Regions from separate parts of the Mus musculus genome. Here region 1 is linked to region 2. Evidence: chromatin contacts called from public ChIA-PET data. All regions are on one chromosome and are shown on one strand. The core of a region is the stretch at or near the end of the contact, and the rest is flanking DNA. Distances in the headings are between cores, read along the strand shown. Region 1 overlaps Il2ra (interleukin 2 receptor, alpha chain). Region 2 overlaps Prkcq (protein kinase C, theta).

The links. ChIA-PET counts read pairs in DNA pulled down with a chosen protein or histone mark.
Region 1: an RNA polymerase II ChIA-PET map of memory CD8 T cells shows a contact between it and region 2, with 131 read pairs. The contact joins two enhancer-like sites. A contact is called at or near these places in 1 of 115 datasets of contacts at active chromatin or transcription factors (memory CD8 T cells) and 1 of 9 other capture datasets (liver).

The regions. Positions count from the first base shown.
Region 1 is chr2:11,652,160-11,657,047 of GRCm38.p6, reverse strand. All of the region lies in intron 1 of Il2ra (interleukin 2 receptor, alpha chain), which reads right to left. Among named protein-coding and RNA genes, the nearest start is that of Il2ra, 12 kb to the right of the region's middle. Within about 2 kb of position 3,462, at least 96 of the 459 cell types and tissues checked have an H3K27ac peak or open chromatin away from gene starts, as enhancers often do. A contact at or near this core is called in memory CD8 T cells, where this site is marked.
Region 2 is chr2:11,250,509-11,255,451 of GRCm38.p6, reverse strand. It overlaps Prkcq (protein kinase C, theta), which reads right to left. Exons shown (of 18, transcript NM_008859.2): 9 at 2,274-2,383; 10 at 1,164-1,281. Among named protein-coding and RNA genes, the nearest start is that of Prkcq, 81 kb to the right of the region's middle. Within about 2 kb of position 1,306, at least 20 of the 459 cell types and tissues checked have an H3K27ac peak or open chromatin away from gene starts, as enhancers often do. A contact at or near this core is called in memory CD8 T cells, where this site is marked.

The DNA.
Region 1 (4,888 bases), core at 2,213-4,712, 400 kb before region 2:
CAAGAACAACAGAGCATCAGTTTGAAGAAAAGGGAGGTGTAACTACTGATCCACCAAAAACTCAAAAATGAGCAGGATTGTGAGTTCAAGCCCAGCCTGAGGTACATGGCGACATTTTGTCTTAGAAAGAGAGAAAGAAGCTGAAGAAAGAGGAGAATTATACCTAATAAACCAATCATTTGAAAAAATCAACTTGTGAACAAATATATGAAATAGGTAGCAGATGCTTAATACAAACTGTTTCAGAGGGCATCTTAGTTAACTTTTCCATTGCTGAGATAGGGTACCAGGACTTACAAAGAAAACATTTAATTTGGCATATGGTTTCAGGGAGTTTGAATCCATGATGGTAGAGTAAAGGAACAGCTTACAGCTCAGATCTCTGTCCACAGCCATGAGAGAGAGAGAGAAAGAGAGAGAGAGAGAGAGAGAGAGAGAGAGAGAGAGAGAGAGAGAGAGAGAGAGAGAGAGAGAGAGAAAACAACCCTGGAATATCACATGAGTCTTTCAAAACCCTGAATAAAGGTCACCCCTCTTAATCCTTCCCAAACTGGAAATTCCACTCACTGGGGACTAAATATTCAAATCTATGAGCCTATGGCAGCTATTCTCATTCAGACCAGCACAGACACTTCAATGATTCTAATTCCTTTTACAGAGTTATGTTAGTCTTCCTATTAAACTTGGGATGAACTGCAGAGAAAATGGCCGTAAGACCATCTCACTTATAAAAACAGACAACAGAATATCGATTACAATATTTGTACTTGGTTCTAGCCAGGTATGACAAAAACTAATATTCTGATCAATTAGAATTTATCTCAGCAGTGATGGATGGTTCACTAGTGGAAAATCTCTTGATATGACTCTGTTTAAAGGTGGAAAATTATATGGCCATGCCAATAGCAGGAAATGAATCCAAAGATGATTGAAAGAATACTCATGAAAGCCAGACATGGTGGCACATTCCATTAATCACAGCACTCGGGAGGCAGAGGCAGGTGGATCTCTGAGTTCTAGCCCAGCCTGGTCTCTATAATGAGTTCCAGGATAGTTCCATGACAACCAGGGCTTCACAGTGAGACCCTGTCAAAAATGTGTGTGTGTGTGTGTGTGTGTGTGTGTGTGTGTGTCATTATTAAAGAAAAGTTTCTTAAAATTAAAGGGGAAACACTGAAATAACAATATTTGCAGAACGGTGGTTAGCCTTTTGTGTCTGTGAGTCCTGTTGTCATCTGACACACGTTTCTGAGGCCCAGTTCTCTCAGGCTTCGTCAAAGCCTGGGTTTCCATAAGGCAGGAATGTGTGACTCACTAGTAAGACCATTTTGGAGAAAACCCTGTGCCTTCTTGGCAGTAGTTACACAAACAACAAACAGTAGGTCTACAGAAACTAGGAATTTGCTCTTAGAAAGAGAAACCCAGGCAAGGAGCTGAGAACTGCCCTCTGTCTCACAGAGCGGCCTCTAGATTGTCACATCCAGGAGCCTGTAATGCTTACAGAGTACAGTGGTTGGGCTGCCTGTCTTTTTCTAACTCTCCAGTCACCTCAGAAAACAAGCTTCAGCACTTGAAAGAGTTAACCACAAACTTACCACAGAATGTCAACTTGATTTAAATTAAAGTGTTATCAGATTAAAAAAGAAAGAGAGAGAGAGAAAAGTCTGGGAAGAAATATTCCTCCTCTTTCTCTGAAAACTAAAGACAGTTTTCCCCTCAAATCTTAGAAACGGATTTCTTGGGAGGGGGCCATATTTTTAGCGGAGCACTGCTAAATTGGTAAATCCCGCCCACAGTCTTCTGAAAAAAGACAGAGCCTTCTGAGAAGCAAGTTGTAATCGTGAGGGCTTGTTTCAAATGGATATCTGTGGGATTTCCCCTGCATGTGTAGTCCCAGAACTCAGAAGGCTGACAGAGGTGATTACCATGAGTTTGAGGCCAGCCTAGCTACACTGCAAGTCAGTTCAGGATACATAGCTGGACCCTGTCTATAAGTAAATGAATACATAAGTAAACAAACAAATACAAGCTGGAGAGACGGCCCAACTGTTAAGAGCCCTGGCTGCTCTTCCAGAGAGGTCCTGAAATCAATTCCCATCGACCACATGGTGGCTCACAACCTGTAAAGGGATCAGATACCCTCTGTTTTCTGATGCCCTCTTCTCTCATATATATATAGATGTATACACACACACACATATATTACATAAGAAAATAAATTGTTAAAATAAATTGTTAAACAAATGCAATTAAAGACTGGAGAAGTAACCATGGTGTGGGACAGCTGTTTAAGTTGCAGCCAACCATTGGACTGAGCCCAGGGGCCCCAGGGGAAAAGTTAGGGCAAGGACTGTAGGAGCTGAAGGGGTTTGCAACTCCATAGGAAAAACAACAAGATCAACCAACCAGACCTCCCAAAGTTCTTAGGGACTAAACCATCAACCAAAGAGCATACATGGAGGGACCCATGACTCCAGCTGCATATGTAGCAGAGGATGGCCTTATCTGGCATCAATGGGAGGGGAGGCCTTTGGTCCAGTAAAGGCTTGATGCCCAGTGAAGGGGAATACCAGGGCAGTGAGGTGGGAGTGGGTGGGTGGGTGGGGTAGCACCCTCCTAGAAGCAGGGAGGAGGGGGATGGGATTGTGGGGGCTGCGGAGAGGAAACCAGGAAGGGGAATAACATTTGAAATGTAAAAAAATAAAATAACCAACTTAAAAAAAAAAGATTAGAAGAGAAACAGAAAACAAAGAAAAAGTTACGAAAATCTGGGGCACCTATTCTAAGCACTGCCAATACCATGGTATTATATATTATAATATATATTACATATGTTTTATATAATATATATTATATAATATATAATGTATATTATAATATGAATGTATAGTGAAATATATAAAACTAAGGATGGGAGATGGTTTCGTGGGTTTGCCACAGAAGCATGAGAACCTGAGTTCACATCCCCAGCACTCTATAAACTCTATATGGCTGTGCACATGCAAATCCCAGCACAGGAGGAAAAGGGAGGTGGAGACAGGCGGACGCCCTGAGCTCACTGGTTAGACAGCCTAGGTTTTCAATGGTGGCAGTTGTATTCTCTAAGAAGCAGGGTGGCATGCTCTGGCCAATAGTTCCTCAGCATTGGCAGCTAAAAATTACCTCCAGAAGCGGCCTCTGAGGAGACAGTTAGAAAGGGAAAGTGATGTCTGGGACCAGACAGGGAAACCTAGCAGCGAGCCCTCAAGGCTCACCTCCCCTCAGGGGTACCAGCGGGACTCCTGAGGACTCGCCCTTTTATTCTAAAAAGACTCTCAAAAGTTCGGTTTACTTTCCTTTAAATAAGGAGTTTTCTCTTCACAAAGGTTCTTTTTTGTTCTAAATCAAGGTCTGAACAGAGAGGTGTCACTAGCACGGGGACAGGAAGCACATACCATGCTGATGCTCAGCTGAGTGGGGCTTGGCAGGCAGGGAAAGCCACCACAACCTGCCCACAGTCAGCAAGTGTCAAACATACAACCCTGTGTCAAGTCACTGGCCCCAAAACTCCCTGGAAACTTTCAGAGCGCTGGGCAGGAAGAGGCTGACGTCAGCATAGATGTCGGGGACTTCAAAAGAAACTTTTAGAAACATTTCTTTTGCCGTTCCCCACAACATGATAAAGTGACCTTTTCCCTGGGGACACAGGCCTGTTTGGTTTTAGGGCTGCTCTCATTTACATATATACATTGTGGTTTTTTACATATCAATTTATTATGTATTATTCTTATAGTTTATTAATACATCTTTAAAGCACTGCTTTTCTTTTCGGCTTTATACAGTATAGTAAGAACTGGGGACCCAGCTCAGAGGTAAAGTGTTTTGTCTAGTGTGAATTGAACCCTGGGCTCAATCCTTAGCATCACAGAAAACAAAAAACAGTCTGATAATATACTTTGTAATCCCAGCACTTGGGGGATTTGGAGAAAGGAAGATAATGAGTTTAAGGCCATCCTGGACGGTGGGGAAGTTCAAGGTCAGCCTGAGTTAGAGTCCTTGTCTCAAAAAAACAAGAGCGAAGTAGTAGAATGCTTATCTAGGTTGGTTTGGTGAGGTCCTGGGTTGGATCCTTAGAACCACAGGAGATGAAAAAGAAGAGATAACAAGAGGGCAAGGGAGGGGAGGGGAGGGGAAGGGAGAAAAAGAGAAGGGAGAGGGCAGGAAGAGAGGGCAGGGCAGGGCAGGGGAGGGGAGGGGAGAGGAGAAGAGGGCAAGGGAGGGGAAGGAAGTTGAGGGGAGAGGAGGGGAGAAGAGGGGAAGGGAAGGGAAGGGAAGGGAAGGGAAGGGAAGGGAAGGGAAGGGAAGGGAAGGGAAGGGAAGGGAAGGGAAGGGAAGGGAAGGGAAGGGAAGGGAAGGGAAGGGAAGGGAAGGAAACTCACTAATGGTCTGAATTGGATTAATGAGGTTCCTTCCCTCCTGCCCTCCCTCCCCCTTTTCCTTTCTTCCTTGAAGAGGTCATAGATGTTGAGGACCTGGGAGATCTTCAAATGTACTCAGACATGTGAGAGTTGGCCTATAGATGGTGCCTCAGAGACTCCTGAGCCTGTGGAAACAGTCTGTTACTGAAGGACTCCCAGTACGTCCTACCTGAGATGTCCCTGAAAGGTATTGCTGAGCCAAACAAGCACAAAACCTCTGCAGATTGTTCTAAACTCAAAATGGAAAGTGCTGGATTCTAATTCTAGTCACTCACACTGACAAAACAGCGTGAGCCCTTCTCTCTTCTGCATGTACATATAATGGGAAGCAGTTCCTAGCTTATGGTGTGTCGGTCTTGCAGGAGGAGTGGGCAGTGGAGTGTGTGTCCACCAGCTCTGTGCTCTTACTTAAATCTCAGCCCTTAGCTTGG
Region 2 (4,943 bases), core at 57-2,556:
CACCATGTTTTGTGGTCTTCAAGGCTGTGTGCACTGATCATCTCTGAGGACGATGCTCCTTACTGCTTGGGAATCCTTCTGAGATGGACTTTGAATCTCTCTTGAAATTTTATGTCAATTTAGTCCTTGTATGATGCCAGAAGAAGGATTAAAAAGTGTTTTTAGGAATCCTTACTATGTATATACTACTATCATTAGTATTGCTTCTTTGTGTGTATGGATATGTGCATGTGAGGGCATGCACATATGTGTGGGTATGCATACATGTATGTGTGGGTGTGCGCATGTATATGGAAGCCAGAGGTCAGCCCTAACTGTCATTCTTCTAGCAGTATCTACCTTGGTTTCAAAGCAGGGTCCTTCACTAGCATGGAACATGCCAATTAGGCAAGGCTGGATGGCAGTTGGACCCAGGGATCCACTTGTCTCTGCCCCGCATGCCACCAGGATTACAGATACATACCGCCATTAACGGCTTTTTTATTTTTCATTTTATTTTATTTTAATAATGGTTTGGGGATTGAACTCTGGTCCTTGTGCTTGCAAAACAAGCACTTACCAACTGAACCATCTCCCCAGACCCTAGTATTCTTTAAGTTCAAAGACCATATCTCATAATGTTTGTTGAAATGATTCAGTTCCCAGAATCATGTAGCTGCATTTTCCCTTGAACCCCCTTCAAGCAGAAGGCAGAATGAATCTCTACACATGACAAAGTTTAAGGGTTAGGGCTCTTCTTCCTTCCTGTCTCAAAACCTCACAGGAGAGTCTCCGGGCAACAGTGACGATGCCCCAATGACATTTCTCCTTGTCTTGCTTTACAGTAGACTAACATCTGTAAAACCACCCAACATGGCCAGGAAATGACATTCTAGAACTCTGCCAGGAGCAACGCCCTCACAAAAAAATTCTAGTTAGGCATATTTTAGTTTTACTCTTAAAAGAAGAGTAGGAGGGGAAACTTTAGTCAGGATATATTGTATATGAAATGGATCTATTTTCGATAAAAAAAAATAGGGGCCTTGAGGTTGGTGACTGGATTTGTACTCTTTAAATAGAGAAAAAGAAACTCATCAGACTAGGTAAATGAAGAACTTAAGGCCAGAGAACAAGTGGATCGTGACAAGTGACCGGCATTGATGGTCAACTGCAGTGATAGTTACCTCTTTTCCCAGGTGTTGGTACGCATGGTGGCCTGGTTTCGTTTTTGGTGGAGCATGGGAGACCAATTTCAACTGGGCCTTCTCGGAAGATGTGTTCTGAATCTCGTAAGGAGCGAGCCTAGATCATAAAAAGGGTCAGACAACCCAATCACCAGTAGTTGGCGCCATTTCCCACCCACAGAAATCATACTGTATTGTCCCTAAGGACAGAAGGCTGTGAGGAATTTTGAATATGCAGGACAGTCAACACTTTCCTTTCTTTCTTTCTTTCTTTCTTTCTTTCTTTCTTTCTTTCTTTCTTTCTTTCTTTCTTTCTTTCTTTCTCTCTCTCTCTCTCTCTCTCTCTCTCTCTCTCTCTTTCTTTCTTTCTTTCTTTCTTTCTCTCTCTCTCTCTTTCTCTTTCTTTCTTTCTTTCTTTCTTTCTTTCTTTCTTTCTTTCTTTCTTTCTTTCTTTCTTTCTTTCTTTCTTCTCAGTAGGTTTAGAGTTCCTTGGCCTTGCATGCAACTGCTACATTCAATGTATCAGCAGCAGGCTCTTGGCTCCTTTTTCACACTTCAAGGGTACTAGCTGGAATCTTCTATGTAAGTAGCCTCATTCCATAACAAGTCAGGACAGAAAAGAAGGTGAACAAAAATACAGCTTATGTAGAAGGTAATGCCGAGTCTCAGTGAAAATTGGTTCTCAAGAGATAGGAATTTAATCAATGTAAGACAAACAGACAGGCAAAAGTTGCCCAGACTAGACACAGTGTCCTGTGACCATTCTGGAGGGAATTCTAATAAATACACTTTCTTTCCAGCTTCTTAGAGATCCCTAAAATACAGATATAAAGCTGGCAGTAAATCCTCAATAATTTGAGTGAATTTGCTTTCTTTCTGTACCTTCTCATTCTATACAGAGTTTAAGATATTACAGATGGCCACACTGATGTATGAATTATTAATTATCTCAAAGGTGGGATTATGGGGATGAAGGTGAAAATATCATGGCAAGTGTTCAGAAGGACACGCAGGGACATCCTGTGGGGTAGACAGAGCAAGAAAGAATGGACGTGGGTGGCCCTTGTTGAGAGGACATCGGGAATCACATCAGTGTAATGTCTGCTTTACCTGTTGGGTGCTTTCAATCATCGCTAGTGCTTCAGCCATTAGCTTCTGGTTTATACCACAAAGATTGGCAACCTTTGTCTGGCATCGGTGGTGGACGTTCATGCCACATGCTGAAACGAAGAAAGTAGCTCGTGAGGAGCAGGGAAAGAAGCCGGGAGTGCTTCAAAATGACACCAGGTACAATGTGAGCATCACAGTCTCACATCTAGAGAAGAAAGTCTGTGGCTGGCATGGCATCTGAGATGGCCTGTGGATGGAAGCGCCAAGAGGACCATGGTTCTATTGATAGTGTTAGAAAATTTGAGGATACAAGAGGTTGTCCTCCTGCTCTGGGACAAAGCTTAAACTCTGGCTTAAGCCTGAAGAAGGGAAATGGATAGCGATGAGATGGTGTTTGTATGTTAACAGGTAGGTAGGAGGAAAGAGGCCCAGAGACCATGGGCTCACTTTAGGAAGAGGTATTGTTATACTTCCTGGCTGGTTATGATGGAGGCACAGAATGAGGGCAAAGGTCTGAGCCCTGACTAGTGGGGGAGGAGGCATCCAGGATGGCTGTGTCTCTTGTGGACAGAACTAAGAGACTAGACGGAGCTTTGGAAGGGAAAATCAAACTGGTGGGGGCCCAGGAGTGAAGGAAGCTCTTTGATGAACTGCAATGTACTGGGAAGTTATGGTAGTGTTCCTACACACAGCCTTCCACAGAAGTCATAAGAAGAGCATCACAGACCTCATCTCTGGATTTAGATAGTGATGCTAACATCAACCTGACAGCTGGATGGAGATCATGTCTCAGTTCCCCGGCCCCTAAACACATGCATGTCCAGATATCATGCAATTACAGGCTAATTAAGGGCAGAGGAACGATGTAGTTATTAGAGTTTTGCTTATGGTAATGTCAAGGCCATAAAGAAAATGGGATTTCTTACATATGTGTTAATGTCTTAACTTTACACCTATGCCATAGTTAATTGCAAGAGCCACAAGAAAGAGCACAGCACCCTCAATCACTGTAGGTCCTGGACGCTGTGGATTTTAGATTTTCCACAAAGAAAGAGATGTGCTTGATTCGTGAGCATCTCTCTCTCTCTCTCTCTCTCTCTCTCTCTCTCTCTCTCTCTCTCTCTCTCTCTCCCTCCCTCCCTCCCTCCCTCCCTCCCTCCCTCCCTCCCTCCCTCCCTCAAGGGATAATGCTGTCTCCATAGGCTTCTTCTAACTCTTAAATCCTACAAGCAACCTGATTCATAAGTCCTGATAACAACACCATAAGGGACTAACTTCCACTTCCTGTGACCTTGTGATTCCCTGTTCATCTATAGGGGGATGTGTGTCCTCACCAGTCTATGGAAATACCACTATTACACCATGTTCTCAGTTTTTAGAAATTTTTCCTTTTGAAAGATCGCTATTACAATCAACAGAAAAATTAGCATAACAATTCCAAGCTCCGGTAGATGGAACTCTAATCTCGAGTACTACTTGGCTTCTACCAAAATACTTAAGCATTATCCTAATAGAATTAGGCAGTTAAGACCCAAAATTTAATCTTCACTGGGTATTAGCCATTTATGCACAAAGATCTTTACACAGTGACAGCAGTTCACCAAGTACAACTTCTCTTTCATTATTATAATTAATTGCAGTCATACATTAAAACATCTAGACGGGCTGGCAGGTGGCTCAGTGATTTAGAGCATTTGCTGCTCTTGTAAAGGATTCCAGTTTAGTGTCCTGCACCTATGTCATATGGCTCACAACCTCCTGTGACTGCAGCTCTAGGGGACCCAATGACCTCGTCTAACCTCTGTGAACTCTTGGACTCACATGCATAGACACACAGAGAGATACACACAATTCAGGATAAAAACAGAAGGTTAAAATAGCAAGATAAAATTGTGGCATCTTTTAAGTAGTCCACATTTTTCTAGATAGTTCATCATAAAAACTAATAAAACCTTATCTATAAAACATTTGTTATAAAAATTCTTTTAAAATAAAACCTTTTAGGTATATTTAAAATTTTTAATGGTGGTGCTAAAATTTCTGCATTGTTGGTATAACTACATTGGATTTGTTCAGTAGGTTTTAAGGCTTCCATTTCATTGTTGTTTTTGTTGTTGTTGAGACAGAGTCTTACTACGTAGCCTAGGCTGGCTTTGAACTGGTCATTCTCATGTCTCGGCTTCCCAAGTTCTGGGAGTATAGGTACGTATGTAAGGCACCAATTGAGAATTAGGTATATTGGGATTTTTATTTTACTTTGCTCCTTAAAATAGTAGCTAGGTCTAAGCTTGACTCTGATGCTCAGTTGGGAAAAATGGCTTTTATTCCCATTGTAACACCACGGGTCTTTGTTACTAACCTATCAGGTGAAAACTTGACCTCTGGGAGCGCAAATAGTCCCTTCTGATGACTATTTTCATAGGAGTTATTGTGGGGAAAGAAAGAAGACAGCGTTGAGGCCTGAAGATCAGGGCACACGAGAAGATGACCAGGGAGGAGGTGAAGGAAAGCTGAGGTGAAGAGAGAGGGAGAACAATGACTAGAGGGAGAGACAAGGAAGGTCAAGAAGGGAGGAGAAAGCCCTGTGGAGAACACAGGGTGCTCAGGAATATAAAACACCTAAAATGGATGTTGAATTGGGGAGGGGAAGGGAGGGAAGGAAAGAGGGGG